Regions from separate parts of the Mus musculus genome. Here region 1 is linked to region 2. Evidence: chromatin contacts called from public HiChIP or PLAC-seq data. All regions are on one chromosome and are shown on one strand. The core of a region is the stretch at or near the end of the contact, and the rest is flanking DNA. Distances in the headings are between cores, read along the strand shown. Region 1 holds the start of Myl6 (myosin, light polypeptide 6, alkali, smooth muscle and non-muscle). Region 2 overlaps Agap2 (ArfGAP with GTPase domain, ankyrin repeat and PH domain 2).

Evidence for each region. HiChIP or PLAC-seq counts read pairs in DNA pulled down with a chosen protein or histone mark.
Region 1: an HNF4G HiChIP or PLAC-seq map of pancreatic cancer cells shows a contact between it and region 2. The contact joins the promoter of Myl6 here to the enhancer-like site in region 2. A contact is called at or near these places in 4 of 39 promoter capture datasets (embryonic stem cells, hippocampal neurons, liver and 1 more) and 5 of 115 datasets of contacts at active chromatin or transcription factors (differentiating embryonic stem cells, effector CD8 T cells, memory CD8 T cells and 2 more).

What each region holds. Positions count from the first base shown.
Region 1 is chr10:128,488,276-128,495,483 of GRCm38.p6, forward strand. Myl6 (myosin, light polypeptide 6, alkali, smooth muscle and non-muscle) reads right to left here and starts at 5,611. Exons shown (of 7, transcript NM_001317218.1): 1 at 5,534-5,611; 2 at 5,264-5,291; 3 at 4,327-4,470; 4 at 3,954-4,127; 5 at 3,784-3,861; 6 at 3,445-3,489; 7 at 2,584-2,758. The coding sequence starts at 5,536. The coding sequence ends at 3,461. It overlaps Myl6b (myosin, light polypeptide 6B), which reads right to left. Exons shown (of 7, transcript NM_172259.1): 5 at 6,779-6,952; 6 at 6,315-6,392; 7 at 5,882-6,208. The coding sequence ends at 6,180. Smarcc2 (SWI/SNF related, matrix associated, actin dependent regulator of chromatin, subfamily c, member 2) reads left to right here. Exons shown (of 29, transcript NM_001372395.1): 28 at 1-84; 29 at 621-2,316. The coding sequence ends at 697.
Region 2 is chr10:127,090,068-127,097,582 of GRCm38.p6, forward strand. Agap2 (ArfGAP with GTPase domain, ankyrin repeat and PH domain 2) reads left to right here. Exons shown (of 19, transcript NM_001033263.5): 14 at 75-134; 15 at 360-508; 16 at 605-695; 17 at 808-1,030; 18 at 1,126-1,381; 19 at 1,503-3,103. The coding sequence ends at 1,745. Os9 (amplified in osteosarcoma) reads right to left here. Exons shown (of 15, transcript NM_001171026.1): 13 at 6,848-7,012; 14 at 6,563-6,675; 15 at 4,192-6,305. The coding sequence ends at 6,180. Among named protein-coding and RNA genes, the nearest start is that of Agap2, 15 kb to the left of the region's middle. Within about 2 kb of position 1,639, at least 45 of the 459 cell types and tissues checked have an H3K27ac peak or open chromatin away from gene starts, as enhancers often do. A contact at or near this core is called in pancreatic cancer cells, where this site is marked.

The DNA.
Region 1 (7,208 bases), core at 4,361-6,860, 1.4 Mb after region 2:
GGCTCGGATCCGCCGCAGCCCAGAGCCCTGCCATTGTGGCAGCTGTTCAGGGCAACCTCCTGCCCAGTGCCAGCCCACTGCCAGGTGAGAAGGGGCCAGGAGGGGAAAGGGTGAGGGAGAGGGCTCTACATTATGGGAGGGAGTCAAGTAGGGAAAGGGCTAGATCCTAGAATTTCCACAGCCCTGTTCAATGCTGTGATAAAACTAGAGCACAGGAGGAAGGCCTCTTTGGCTGTCCTCCATTTCCCAACTGGGCAGCTGCCACCGCTGGGGTGACAGGGCTTTCACTGGTGGGTCATGGAGGAATCCAGTGGTTCAGAGGACCTCAGCTGTAAACCTGGAGCCTAGCTACCGTCTGCATGGCGATGGCTTTCCTTGAGTGTTCCCACCACATTCAGATACCCTATTTAGACCTTGGGGAGAGGAAGAAGGTTTGGGATATAAGGTTTTTCCAGTGTCAGGCGGAAAAGAGTGTTGAGAAAAAGAAATTACACATAGTGGGTACCTCATTCATCTACCCACCCACTGCATGCCATGCCCAGTTCTGTTTGTGTGTGGAGCCTGGGACTGGATCAATCCCTCTGCGTGCTTCAGCTTATTCATCTTCCTTTTCTCCACAGACCCAGGCACCCCGCTGCCTCCAGACCCCACAGCTCCAAGCCCAGGCACAGTCACCCCTGTGCCACCTCCACAGTGAGGAACCAGCCAGCCATCTCTCCCCCTCACTCCCCATGGAGATCACAGTTCCAGGAACAGCCCTCCCCCACTACTGGGACCCTCCCTCAGCCTGAAGAGTTCATCACTACGTAAGGAAAGCTCCTCCTGCCCCCTCACCACCCCCACCATGCCCAGCAGAGGTGTGCAGTTTTATATCCAATTATTATCCACGGACTTCTGACTAAAAGATGTTTCTAATGCCTGGGAGAGAGAATAGGAGGGAAAGATGTTTATACGAGGTTCTACTAACTGGTTCTGAGGGTCTACCCCTTCAGAATTACTGCATTTTTGAAGTGATAACATGAAAATGAAACCCTTTAAAAGGGAGGTTTTAAAAAAAGACACTTCGGAGCCCACAAAAAAAGAACTTTTTTAATTATTATTATTATTATTTTGAGGGGAAAGGGCAGGTTTTAAGAGGAATTAAATTTCTGGGGCAAGGTGTGAGGTGGAATAGGGCACCGAGCCTGTCTCCCTGAGCCCTTGGCAGTGCTGAGTCAGCTCCCCTCACCCATTCCAGTTTATTCATACAAATCCCTCCTGCTGCTCGTCATGGTTGCTGTTTTAGGCCCAGTTCAGCCAATGACCTTTTCCTCCAGTCAGCTTTGTGTTTGTGTTTAAGTCACCTGCTTACTCGTCAGCGTCTGTGTACTTGTGGGAAATGTAGTTTTCGGGGATTCTGTGGTAGGAAATAGAGGAAGAAGGGGCCTCAGTTGGGCTCTTCTTCCTGCTTTCCTAGTTGTATCTGTGAGTGCCCAACAGGCATCAGAGGGGGAGCTCTAAGAGGATGGGGGGCCTGCAGACCCTCAAGTTTGAAAAGCACTTAAGCACCTACTTTTGACAGTGGGACAGTCTGCTAACTTCTGCCCCCACCAACCAAGCCTGACAGAACCCAGTGATAGCTAGGAGTTCCCCAAATGAGGACAAAGATTTGGGAGCAGTGCAGCGTGCCTCTGCACTCCAGGTCTTCCTCTTCACCCCCTACTTGGAGGCAGACACAATTCCAGGCCGCACCAGAGCCTGGCCCCTCCCACCAGGCGCTTTGCTCCTTCTGTCCCAGCGTCTCCTTCCTCTGCATCTCCACACCTTTCTTCTGTTCAAAGTCTTCTGTAAAATTTTCTTTCCTTCTTTGTTCTTTTCTTTTTCCTTTTTTTTTTATAAATTAATTTGCTTTCAGTTCCATCTTGTGGGTGCCTCTGTGTTCTCTTAGCTGTGGCTGCTAGGCAGGGAGCAGATTGGGCTGGGGCAGCCTTCCTGGAGTCCCTCACTGGACATTCACCAGGGTTGCAGAGGCCCACAGCCATCAGCCTCTTGCCACAAGAGGCCACACAGCAGTCAGGAAGGCAGCAGCGGCAGCAGCAGCAGGAGCAGCAGCTGTCACCTACTCAAGATTGAGCTCCGGGAAGCACATCCCTACAGCGTGGACCTGAATCCTTTTAAACATGGCTGCATTCCTTCCCTTATTAGGGAGGAGGCAGGCCTACACCTACTTCTGTTGCTATTGGCCCCTAGCCCTGCAGCAGACAAGACAGGCTCTGGCAGCACTAATATGTCCTGGCATTTTAGCTTCAGTAAACATTCACAGGCTTTCCCACAAAAGGCGTTCGGTACTTGGGTGAGTGGGGGCCAAGAATTTAACCTGAAAAGGAATAGATACCCCACACACAAACACACATAGCTACCTTGATCCTATAGGGATTTGTGACTTTTCTTCATTTCCCACAGGGGAGCCTTTCATTAATGGTTACTACAAGCACTTGATCCAGTTTTCCCTGGCCCCCAGCTTGAGCTTTGTTTCAGGATAGACAACATCATCACCACCTCACATTTTCCTCCCACCTGCTCAGGAAAGAAAGAAAGAACCAAAAGAGGGCAAAGAGAGCAAATTTTATTTGGTGAAGGCAAACATCATCCAAAAGAAACCAAATGGGCAAGGTGCTGTGACAGGGGAGCCTCTGGAGCCACACAGAAATCACACTGGGCAAGGAACAGACTCGGGATACAGAATGTCCTCAGCCATTCAGCACCATCCGGACAAGCTCTGTGGAGAAGAGAGGCGGAGTCAGCCGAGGAGAGGGCTGGGGAGGGGTACCCATGGGCCAGGAGACCACGAGACCATGAAGGTGGCAGGAGGGAACATGCCCATAGCAACCAACCTTGGGTCAGTTTTCAAAAGAGCCACTCAGAGTGGCCAGTTCTCTCTGTCCCTGGTTCCCCTCCCACTGGCTGTTAGCCCCCACCCCCAATCTAAATAGCAAGAACATAGCAGAGGCAGAAAAGTTCTCAGCTACACCTACAGTTATGGTCAGCCACTGGCAGGAGGAGAGGTCAGCTTTGGGTTAGGGTACCTCCACGCTGTCCAGTAGAGGGATGGAAAAAGGACTTTTGTTTTAGCAGCAGAATGGGGCAGTTAGCTCAACCCTGCCCCCGCCAACTCTAGAATCACCATCAGACCAGCCTTCCCTACAAGCTGGTGAGCGTTCCCAGACACCAGCACCAAGACCCCTGTAAGTCAAATCTCAGAGACCATTCTAGGAGAGGAGGTACCACACCCCCAAACTGCATTCCTCATTGAGGAATTTCTCCCCTCCCAAGCCAGCTCCATGCAGAGTCATGCCAGGAGTAAGGCAGATGGTAGTAGGGTATGGCCAGAGGCTAGAGCACAGGTTGGGAAGGAAAAAAAAACACTAGGGAGATAACTAGAGGAGAGGCTGGGAGGAGCCGTACCCGCCCCATGGGCCCGTCACCCCGACAGGATATGCCTCACAAATGCTGCAGGAAGGAAGAGACATTAATGGTGAAGACAAGACACAGACATGGGGTGAAGGGGTCAGGCAGTGGAACAGACATTCTGTTTACGTCCCATTCCTAGCCCACCCTCCGTCCTCCATCACCCCCCCCTTTACTGCTGTCTCCCCAACAGTTCCCTCCCAGGCTGGACTGAGCCTTGCTTGCCCCTTTGACTCCCGACTCCCTTCTGGAACCAAGTCTAGGAATACAATGCCTCTTTAACATCTCCTGAACGACCATTTCCTCACAGGCCCCAGTTTATGGTCTGCCCCTCACCTTCATAGTTGATGCAACCATTGCTGTCCTCATGCCCCGCCACTAGCATCTCTACTTCTTCCTCTGTCATCTTCTCGCCTGCAGAGGAAGGAACATTCTTAGAACTGAGTGACTGACGGGTGAAATATATCAGGTGGCAGCTCAGCTCCAGAAAGGTCACAGACCCTTACCCAGTGTGACTAGGACATGACGGATTTCAGCACCCATGACGGTGCCATTTCCTTCCTTGTCAAACACACGAAGGCCTTCAACATAATCCTCGTAGGTTCCCTGGTCCTTGTTCTTGGCCACGGTCTGCAGCATGGGCAGGAAGTGCTCAAAGTCCAGCACCTTCACATTCATCTCTGTCATGTGGGAGGTGGAGGTGTCAGACAAGAGAAGTCACACATGTTCTCAGGACATGACGGTAGGGAACACAAGGACGGCCAGAAGAGGGAATCAGAACTGGATGAGACAAAACTTGCTCAAGTTTGGCACCTATGCAGATAAAGGGATGACTTTAGCTGAACAACCATGAACCCACTACATTCTTGAAATGCTCACCATCACTCTTGGGGTTCCCTAGGACCTTGAGCACCTCGGCGTTGGTAGGGTTCTGGCCCAGGGCCCGCATCACATCCCCACACTGGCTGTACAGGATCTTGCCATCACCTGTTCGGTCAAACAGCTGGAAAGCCTCCTTGAATTCTGAGGATTCAGAAGAACGGCAGCACCAGGGATTAGCCCCGTGCTTGCTGCACAGCTCTGCTGCCAATTCAACTTAAGTCATGCTGCAGAAACCAGATATCTTGTCCTCCTCTATACACAAGACTACTCCTAGGGATCTATTTCTATCAACTCAAATGCCCCACATAAAGACAGGCAACCTTCTTTCCCTTACCTTAAGGTGGTAGCCATCTGTTTACACACCCCCTGAGCTGCGGCAGGCTAGGCTCTCCACCACTACTATACAACTCCGCAGGAATCTGCCACCGCCCAGGCTAGGTCCTGCCCATATAAGGAAGTAAGAGCCTGGACTCTAGCCTCCCACTCCCACCCTTCCCCTCCGGGAGACCTTCCAAGAGGTGAAGCCACATCCTTAGCAAACTCTCCAGTGCCCATCTTAACAAAATATCAAGGCACTGCCCTCTACAGTACTCAGAATCCAAGCTTAAGGAGGGGACAGTTATCAGAGGAGAGGCAAAAAAAGAAGCAGCAAACCACAAGCGTAATAGACCCGACACATAACAGGCACTAGTCAAATTGTTTCACACACCCACACCACCTAAAACTCACCCAGCGCTTGGGGCTCAGATCTGGAGTGGAAGGGGAAGGAAGAAAGAATGAGAAAAGAAAATGGAGGATCTAGAGCAGAAGGAAATCCACGGGGCACTCTCCTGGGAGCGCTGGAGGTGACAGGTTGGGATCAGAAGATAGATGCTAAAGGAAGGGGGTCCCTCTCGGTAAGGATGACCTGAGCTGCGGGTCAGAGACTGCCTACCTGCGGTCTGGTCCTCGGTGAAGTCACACTGCTCGGAGAAGAAGGGATTGGTCAGTTACCTGAGGTCCAACCCCGCAAGCTTCTATCCCGGCTTTACAAACTCCTGTTTGAAGCCGAGGATTCGCTTCCCAGGGCAAAGCCCTAGACATTCCAATCCCACAGCCAACCTTCCAAAACCTGGGCGTGCCCACGTCCACTGCTTTCTCTACTCCCACCCGCGGTCCTCTCCTTGCCCCAAATCCCCCTGATCTCCCGATTCCCAGGGCCCACCATCTTGGCTGCTGAGCTCTGCTGGACCTTTTCCGGCAGTAATGGCTCCGACGCCCTACCCAACCCCAGCCTTAGTACGTCCCATGGCGCATGACGTCACCCTCCGCCGTTTCATCCAATAGGCACGCTAGTCTGGGCTCATGCAGATGACATCACTACATTATTAATGAGGTGGGGGGGGGGCGCCCTACCTCGGCTCAGGAATCTAGCAGGGGGGCCTGGGTTGGGACTCTCGGAAACCTTTCTTCCGAGCTGCACCAAGAGCAGAGGATTTGGGCTTTTGCAGAAGAGAGGACTACCCGCTCCCGTCCTTCCTCTTTCTCAAAAGAAAACTGTCGGAAACCGAAGCAGGAACCATGTTTTTATTTCAAAACTGTAAGTGCCCCCTAGTGGCAGGAACGCGCTTCTGGCCGCACAGGAGGTGGGGCAAGTTTCCGTCGCTGCAGGTTCTACGTGGGGTGGGAGTCGGGGCTGGGGTGGGGTGGGGGTGGGAGGGGGTGGGGGGTGGGGAAGGAAATAGTCCAGCCCTGGCGGCTGCGCTACGGACGGGCGCGGAGACGCACTGCCTGCGCTTCTATCTGGTGGATCGAGGACCCTTGCCTCTCAAGCGGATACCAGGGGCTGGCTGGAGGGCCACCTGCGGAGCTCAGAGGCTTAGGATATGCTTCAGGAAGGCTGCACGAAAGGAGACGAGAGGACTTGAGAAACTGACCTTCGGGTAACTGAGGGTACTCCCACCCCCCTCAAGTCTCCTTACTCCCTGGCCATCCTGCCCCCTCACCCTCATAGTTGATGCAGCCGTTGCTGTCCTCGTGGCCTGCCAGAACAGTCTCTACCTCTTCCTCAGTCATCTTCTCTCCTGAACCCAAAAACAGTTAGAGTCCCCCGCCTTCCCTGCCTCACCAGCCCAAGACATTCTCAGGGTGGTTCATCCTCCCACCCTTGCCCTTTTTCATATCAACGGTGCCTTGGAGCAGGTGAAAGCTTTGACTTGACAGCGAAACAAGCTGCCGGGGTTGAGACTTGCATGGAATCAACACAATTGTGGCTTGCAAAGGGGGACATTGCATTCCCTGCCCTTGGCTCATAGCTGGACACTTTAGCCTCTAGGTGATCTGTCTCCACAATGCTGGCCCTCTTGAGTCTCCTGCCCATAACTGCAGGACCATAAACCCATTCTAGGCTCTACTTAGCTCTTCCAGGACCCCCCACTTCTCCACCCCACAGCTCTGGGCCCTGCCTCACCGAGAGTGGTAAGAACATGTCTGAGCTCTGCACCCATGACCTTGCCGTTGCCCTCTTTGTCAAACACACGAAGCCCCTCTAGGTAGTCCTCATATGTGCCTTGGTCCCGGTTCTTGGCCACTGCCTGCAGCATGGGCAGGAACGTCTCAAAGTCTACACGTCGGGACTTCAGCTCTGGCAATTAGATAGAGATGAGAGAGATCAACTGAGGTGTGGGATCCAGTGCAATTAGATAGAGATGAGAGAGATCAACTGAGGTGTGGGATCCAGTGCCATCCAACCCTACTATTGTGACTTTCATCCCTTTCAGCATTCAGGATGTTTCTCTTCCCTGTGTTTGACGTTTTTTGAGTCCTGAGGTCCATCCTAGCGTCCTCTGTCACCTTACCAATATTCTGTCATTGAAAATTGAAACTGTTGCCAGGCCTGG
Region 2 (7,515 bases), core at 389-2,888:
CTTCTCTTCTTGGTCTCTCTCTCTTTCTGTTTGCTCTTCATTCTGTCTCTATCTTCTTCGCTTCGGGAAACCAGCCAAGCGCAAAATGTGGAAACTAAAATCCTTTGGTAGTTTAAGAAATATTTATAAAGCAGGTAACAAGTGGGAGCCGGGAGGGGTGCTCAGCTGGGGTGCAGAGGGGTGGGGGGCCCTGCCTCTCCCTGCATGTGCTCGGGCTTCCTGCTATTTCCCACCCTCTGCTCCCCCTTCCTTCTACTGTCCCCCTCCTAAGGGCTCCAAGGACATCAGGGAGGAAGGGTTTGGGGGAAGGCCTCCTGCTTGAACTCTGCCCCTCATGACCTCTCCATCCACCCACTCAGAGGAAAACTTTGAGTTCCTGATCGTGTCCAGCACTGGTCAGACGTGGCACTTTGAGGCAGCCAGCTTTGAGGAGCGGGATGCTTGGGTTCAGGCCATTGAGAGTCAGATCCTGGCCAGTCTGCAGTGCTGTGAGAGCAGCAAGGTCAAGGTAACCGATTTGATGCTATGGATGGAGGCTAGCAGGAGAGGCTGGGGGGAGGGTCAGAGGTACGCTGTGCCAGAGCTAACTTCAACTCCTCTGCAGCTGCGCACTGACAGCCAAAGCGAAGCTGTGGCCATCCAGGCGATCCGCAACGCAAAGGGAAACTCGACCTGTGTGGACTGTGGAGCTCCCAGTAAGTGCAAGGGCACCGCTGAGGGAATTGGAGGGTGGGGTCCCAGAGTACGGAGTTAGCTGCAGTTCGTTGAATGGTGGGGTGTTTGTCTTACTGTTGCATCCTGTCTCAGACCCCACGTGGGCCAGTTTGAATCTGGGCGCACTCATCTGCATCGAGTGTTCTGGCATCCACCGGAACCTGGGCACACACCTGTCCCGAGTGCGTTCACTGGATTTGGATGACTGGCCGCGGGAGCTGACCCTGGTGCTGACGGCCATTGGCAACGACACAGCCAACCGCGTGTGGGAGAGCGACACTCGAGGCCGTGCCAAGCCTACACGGGACTCTTCGCGGTAAGGATCGAGGATCAGCGTGAGGGTGTACGATTCCTGGGAGGTCCGGATAAGAGGTCCCTTATAACTCTTTTCCTTGGTCCCTGGTGCTGCAGGGAGGAGCGTGAGTCGTGGATTCGCGCCAAGTATGAGCAGCTGCTGTTCCTGGCGCCTCTGGGCACCACGGAGGAGCCGCTGGGCCGCCAACTGTGGGCCGCTGTGGAGGCCCAGGACGTGGCCGCCGTTCTGCTGCTTCTGGCCCACGCGCGACATGGGCCGCTCGACACCAGCGTGGAGGACCCGCAGCTCCGCTCGCCGCTGCACTTGGCGGCCGAGCTCGCCCACGTTGTCATTACACAGCTGCTGTTGTGGGTACGTGAGCGGAGAGGTAGGGAAAGGGAGCCTGGAGGTGGGCTTGGAGGTGTCGGGTGGGCAACATGTGGGTGGAGGTCCCCTGGATGGTGTGTGGTCACACGACCTTTTCCTCCTGCAGTATGGCGCAGACGTGGCGGCCCGCGATGCGCAAGGCCGCACGGCACTGTTCTATGCCCGCCAGGCTGGCAGCCAGCTGTGTGCAGACATCCTTCTCCAGCACGGCTGCCCGGGAGAGGGCGGCAGCACGGCCACCACGCCCAGCGCGGCCACCACCCCCAGCATTACCGCCACGCCCAGCCCGAGGCGCCGGAGCAGTGCTGCCAGCTTGGGCCGCGTGGACACCACGATCGCGCTGGTATAGTTGCCCAGCAGCGGGAGAGACACCCCCCACCCCCGCGCGGGCCGGGCACGACTACACCGGGTGGACCGTTGGACAGATGCACCCACTCACCTCTCCAGTCCGCACCCCGCCCCACGGGAGCACTTTCTACCCCCACGAGGGCACAGCCCCGCACGCCTCCCAGGAGACACAAACTCACCTCCCTCTCCCCAGTGAGGCATGGAGACCCTAGCTCATCACGCCCCTACTTCACAGCTTTCTTACTTGGATTGCCCTGGGTCTACCTGCTGGGTGTTTGTAGGTGGGCACTCCCTTGCAGCTGTTCCGGGCTCCAAGGTGTTTGGACTTGCTGGCTTGTGCCCCCCCTAGGGGCGGGGAAAAGATCCAATCCTGCCTGCGTTCTACAATCGGGTGGCGGGAGCCGAATCCCAGGCTGGCTCCTGGGGCAACTCCACGCCAGAGGGAGGGGTTAGTACGTGGAAGACTAGCCCTGAGATTTGGGACCAACTTGGGGACCCCACCCCTTCCATGCTAATCTCACTGCCCAGTGAGGGGGGAGGGCAGCGAGGGGCAGGACCCCTGCTGCCCATGGAGGTGGAGGGGTCCCCAACCCTTTCCGTGAAAGGGACCATGAGGAGTGGAAATCAGATATCCCCCCTCTACCTATCTTATGAATGGAAGCTAAAGAGCCAGGGGGAGCCGAGAGCCTGGGTCCTTCCCCTTACGATCATGGGGTAGAGGGAGAAGGATTGGAACAGGAGGTGACTAGAGAGGGGCCTTGTAATTTATTGCTTTGTTCCCCAACATGGGGATGGGGTGGGTAGGGGCGAGGGGAGGGCATATCAGGGTAGGGGAAGCCAGGGGTGGGCAGGGGTGGGGTAGGGTGGGGGTGCTCTCGGGTTGTGTCTGTGACCGTGACTGCGTACCTGTGACTGTGCAGCGCCCGTGGTGATCTGGGGTAGGGGGCACCCCTACAACGGGACCCCTCCCCCATAATCCTTTCTGTCCAGCCCCTCTCTCCCTGGAGCAGCTCCAGGTCCGTTTTTTCTATCCTTTGCTCCCTCCCAGCCAGGGCTGAGAGGGTGTGTAGTGGTTGGGAGGACTTTAAGGTCCTGGCCCCCATCCCCAGAAAGGGAGAGGTGGTGTGGACTTATCTGGCCCAGCCCTGCCACCCTTAGTCAGCCCGGCTTTGGGCTGTCTGTGTCAGTGGTTTCCGGTCTTTTTTTTTTTTTTTTTTTTTTTTTTTCCTGGCTAAAATATTTTGCAAAAGACCAGGTAATTGGGGAGTGGAGTGAAGAGGGGGCAGGGGTTACCCCCCTCACCTCCAAAGCAGGTGGTGTGAATCTTAACAGCAATTAAAGAGCAAGTGATTTTGTCTAGGGGGTGAGATGCTGGTCTGTTATTCGACAGGCAGGTGAGGGTGTGGTCTCCATGTTGGGGATGGGAAAGGATTAAGCAGAAGTTCTGGTTTCTGGGCTGGGGCTAAGACAGCACCCATGGGCACAGAGGTAGTTCCAGCTTTGTACAACAACCCTGGGTTTATGAGGTAGGAGCAACAGTGGGAACCCAAGAGCAGATGTTAGATGCACAATTGATGCTGAGCCTGGGAAGGAGTTGGAGCCTGGTGTTTGGAGAAAGAGACAGGCCTCGGGAGTTGAGGACTGAGAAGGTGGGGTTGTTGGACAAGTGAACCCAGTGGCCTCTTAGTGTTGAGGGGACCCCTGTAAGTGCAGTGACCCTGGGGAAGATGCTTTGGTCACTAGGCAACAGAGCTGATGGAGGTGGGACAGTAGGGACTGAAGGGGCAAAAGATTTCCCAACCATTCGGCAGGCCCAAAGGTCCACAAGGTCCAGGTATTTGCTCACTTTTATTGTTTTAGGGTCACCTGGTCATGGTGGCCTGGGTCATAGCATGGCAGCTTGCACATAGCCAGCCCTGCCTTTTGTGTGTAGAAGCTGTAAGCACCAGGCCTGATAAAGGCTCAGCCAGGGTGGTACTGGGCTAGTGGCTAGAGCAGGTTGGGTCCCCACCTGCTATCGTCTACCCTGAGGAGTCAGTTGGCCGTACCGGCGTCTTTGGATAGGATTGGTTCTAAGTGTCCTCTAAAGTGTTCACTGTAGACGTGCCAGTGAGCTGACACGGTCTGGTCAGACCTCCAGAAACAGGTCTCATCTGGAAGCTGCTCTGCAGAGCTCCTGGCTGGGTAACCACCTAGCACATCAGCATGACCCAGGGAGGAGTGGTAGAGAGGGACAAAGTGGGGGAGACCTGGCAGATCCCACTGAGCCGAGACCTTGATTCTCCCCTACAGCATCGCCACCTTCCCTTCTAGCAAAAGCTCACACCCTACCTTAGAAGCTCAGTGTGTTCGGATCTGGGGAGGAAACAAGGACCCTGGACAGAACAGAGTCGCTTGTCAAGGGATCCACAGGCCAGCGGAAGAGGGTCAGGATTGTCCGCAAACTCTACCGCCAACTAGTTGATTTACTTTAATGGGTGACATTAGCTTTGTGGGGAATGACAAGATTTCAAGCCCCCTAGACTGGGGCTGAGAAGGAGGGGTGGGTGGCCCTGGACAGGCACAGGCAAGCTGCTGCTCCTTCAGTGCCCACACAGCCCCTCCTCGGCAGCCGTGCACCTCTCCACCCTCTTCTGGATGCCATGCCCCCCCCACCCCCACCCCCACCCCCAACACACACACCTGCCGTTCTGTTCCTTTTGTTTGCCTTGGCATAGCTGAGGCTGACTGATCTTCGTGGAATTTTGCCAAAAGTCAAGAGAGAGGGAAAAGGAATGTATTGTTGACAGTTCAGACTGACCCAGTGAAGCCAGGTTTCTGTTTTCTAACTGCGCTGAGGCACTGACTCAAGTCCACTGCTGCAGCCTCGTCCTCTGTCGGTCTGGGGGGTGTCTCCTGTAACTTGGCAGCAGTTTTGGGATCCTCTGGGACTGCCTCCACATTTGCATCCTGCTCAGAGGATGCCTTGTGAGATGAGGAAGGACTGGGACACTCGCCCTCATTACCGAAATAATCGGTTCACTCTTCTGGAGATGGCAGGGCACGTTGTCTTCAGTCCCTTTCCTGTAGTGAGCCCCTTTTGTCTCCATCTGGGGGCCCAAAAGAGAAACTTTATCTTTACTGTCCTGAGGGCCCATGACCTTGAGAGAGGACATAGGGGCAGGAGGAACCCACAGCTGCCTTGGCAGTCAGGCCTGCCTGTCTCTGGAATACTGTGACAATGGCTTGTGGGCAGCAGCCTGGTCATGACTGTAGGTGGAGTTTTCCAGGAATGGTAAATAATCCGGGGGAGGGGGGGTTAGCTAGCAGGTGGAATCTGGAATATGCTGCAGGAAGGAAGATGCCCCAGGTGGGTGTGGGAGGGTCTCTGTGGTACACAGTTTGGCTTTCAGAATGTAAGGAAGGAGAGGATCAGGAAAGATTTGCTTGAAGTGACTGGTTGGGCACAACTCAGCAGTACAGGGCTCACCTGATACATGTGAGCCCCTGGGATAGTAATGGATAATGAGAGGAGGGACCAGAGGTCTCCTGTAGCTTTGCCACGGCTTTTAGGGTCCTCTGAGACCTGGCTCCAAATCCTTATCCTTTCAGAGGTCCGTAAGATGACAGCAGAGCAGAGCAGAGACTGTGACTCTCCCCCAGGCCTCTGGAGGCTGGTGCCTGGTCAGCTTACCCAGGAGAAAACAGCATCTCTCCATACTGTAGGGCATTGGTCAGCTGTCCTGGTCGCCTCCTGTGTACCCCAGGCACACTGACATTTTCTGGGAAACGTTTAGCAAGCAGGATCGGCACCCTGAGCTGCTCTGACCTGATTGCCCTCCCCACAGAGCCTGATGGCTTGACGGTCCAGTTTTTTATTTAGAAACCTGATTGCTGAAGAACAAGGGGGTGCTCCATCTCCAACCCTTTTTGCTGGGATTGTTTGTGAGGTGATATGAAAGGTCTCCCATCCCCTCAGTGACAAGAGATAGTCTGGGCTCAGAAGCACAGGTACCGGGAGACAGCAGAGACAGGAAGTAGGCGTTCCAAGGGAGGGGCAACAGCTCCCAAACAGCAACAGGGAATGGAGGTAGGATAGGGAGAGGTGGGGTCGGGGACCTGCACAGCCCTGCTGTTCCTGCCACCACCACTCACAAGGTCTCATCAAGTCTCTGGGTAGAGTGGGGTTAAGTGCTAAGAAGTTGGGGGACAGGAAAAAGCTAAAGGGGCAAAGGAGGGTGTGTTTGGGGAGTGGACCCCATAGGCCTGGCTGCAACAGCTCCTCACCCTCATGGGTCCCCACACACCCTCATACACTCTTGGGGCTGGGCCCCTCAAGTCCAGTGCTGGGCTCCAATCTGCCCTTTTGCCTCCAAGGCCCCAGAATGGGGTGTAAGGAGGCAGAGCCGGCCGGTCAGGAAGATGCAGGAATCCTTAGAGGGCTGGCAGGGTGGTCTCAGAAGTCAAATTCATCCAGGTCCCCCGTGTCTTCACCACCGGGAGAGCCCCACACCCGGCGGTAGTTGCTCTCCAGCTCACTCTGTCGCTGGCGCTCTTTATTGGCCTCTTCGGCTCCCTGTACCTGGGAGGAAAGAGGGGCTGAGCCAAGGGAAGTCCTGCACTGGGACCTAGGGAGGTCCCGAGACCTAGGAGGGAGGCAGGGACTAGGGATATTGCTTCCTAACGGATTCTCCCAAGCAGCCGCTGAGGCTTAGCCTCACCTCGGACATGAGGATGGGACTCTATAAACGTAGGCAGCCGATGGCTGGCATAACCCACCCTGGTTTGAGCAGCACAGTGGTGTGTGCTGGAGCCCGGGATGTGGGTGGGATGTCTCACCAAGATATTGAAGAAAATCTCCTTAAGGTTTCTTGTATCCTCATCAGTCAGCCAGCGTGTGTCCTCTTCCTTACCTTCAGCCCCGGGTCGCACAATCTTGATCTCAATCTTGCCTGGCAGGAGCAATATGGGTAGTGAGGAGGGGAAGGCTGGGAGCTTTAGAGGGTCCCCTGCCCTCCAGGTCCCAAGGTGAGGTCTCCAGTCCACCTTGACCCAGCCCTGCCACTCCTGTGGCAAGCCCTTCCGACAGACAGACAGCTCTAAGCACCGCCCTTCAGGGCCCACCTTCCGCCGTGAGCCCCTCCCTCTCCAGCACTTCTGTCACCAGCCCCTCGATCTGTTTCAGCTGTGGGTTTTCCCGGTTCATCTCCAGGACAGTCAGGTCCCGATTGGGGCCTCCAGGACGGAGCTTGGTGACTCGGACCCGGACTCTGTGCTCAGGTTCCTCCTCTTAGAGGGGAAGACACAGGGAGACACAAAGCAGAGCCGTGACTCTGGGGTGAAGGGCTGTGAGGTGGTCTCTCTCTCTCGCTAAGCCATAGGCTGCTTTGGGTAGAAACTCTGCCTCCCATGCATGTGATTCAGGGTTCAAAACACGCCCTTCCCCAAAGGCAGACCCCCACCCCACCCCCACCCCCACCCGGCCTTCCAATTTCTATAGGAAAACAGCTGTTTTCCAAAAGCCAGGTCGGGCCACCTGCATCCACAAAGGTGTTTTGCTTTAAGGAGCAGGTTGGGAAGCCACGGCTCGGTTTTCCTAGACTTAACAGCCTTTCAATGTTTACCAAAAAACGTGGCTTTAAGGTCTGAAGCTGGAATGCCTTCTCTCTCCATTCCAGCAGAATCCCATGAAATGAACACAAGGAGATTGAAGAAGGGGTCACAGAAGTGTGCCCTGGCTGGTGGCCGGTGCCAGCAGGCTTGCCTATTCACACTGACAGCTGCAGAGAGGG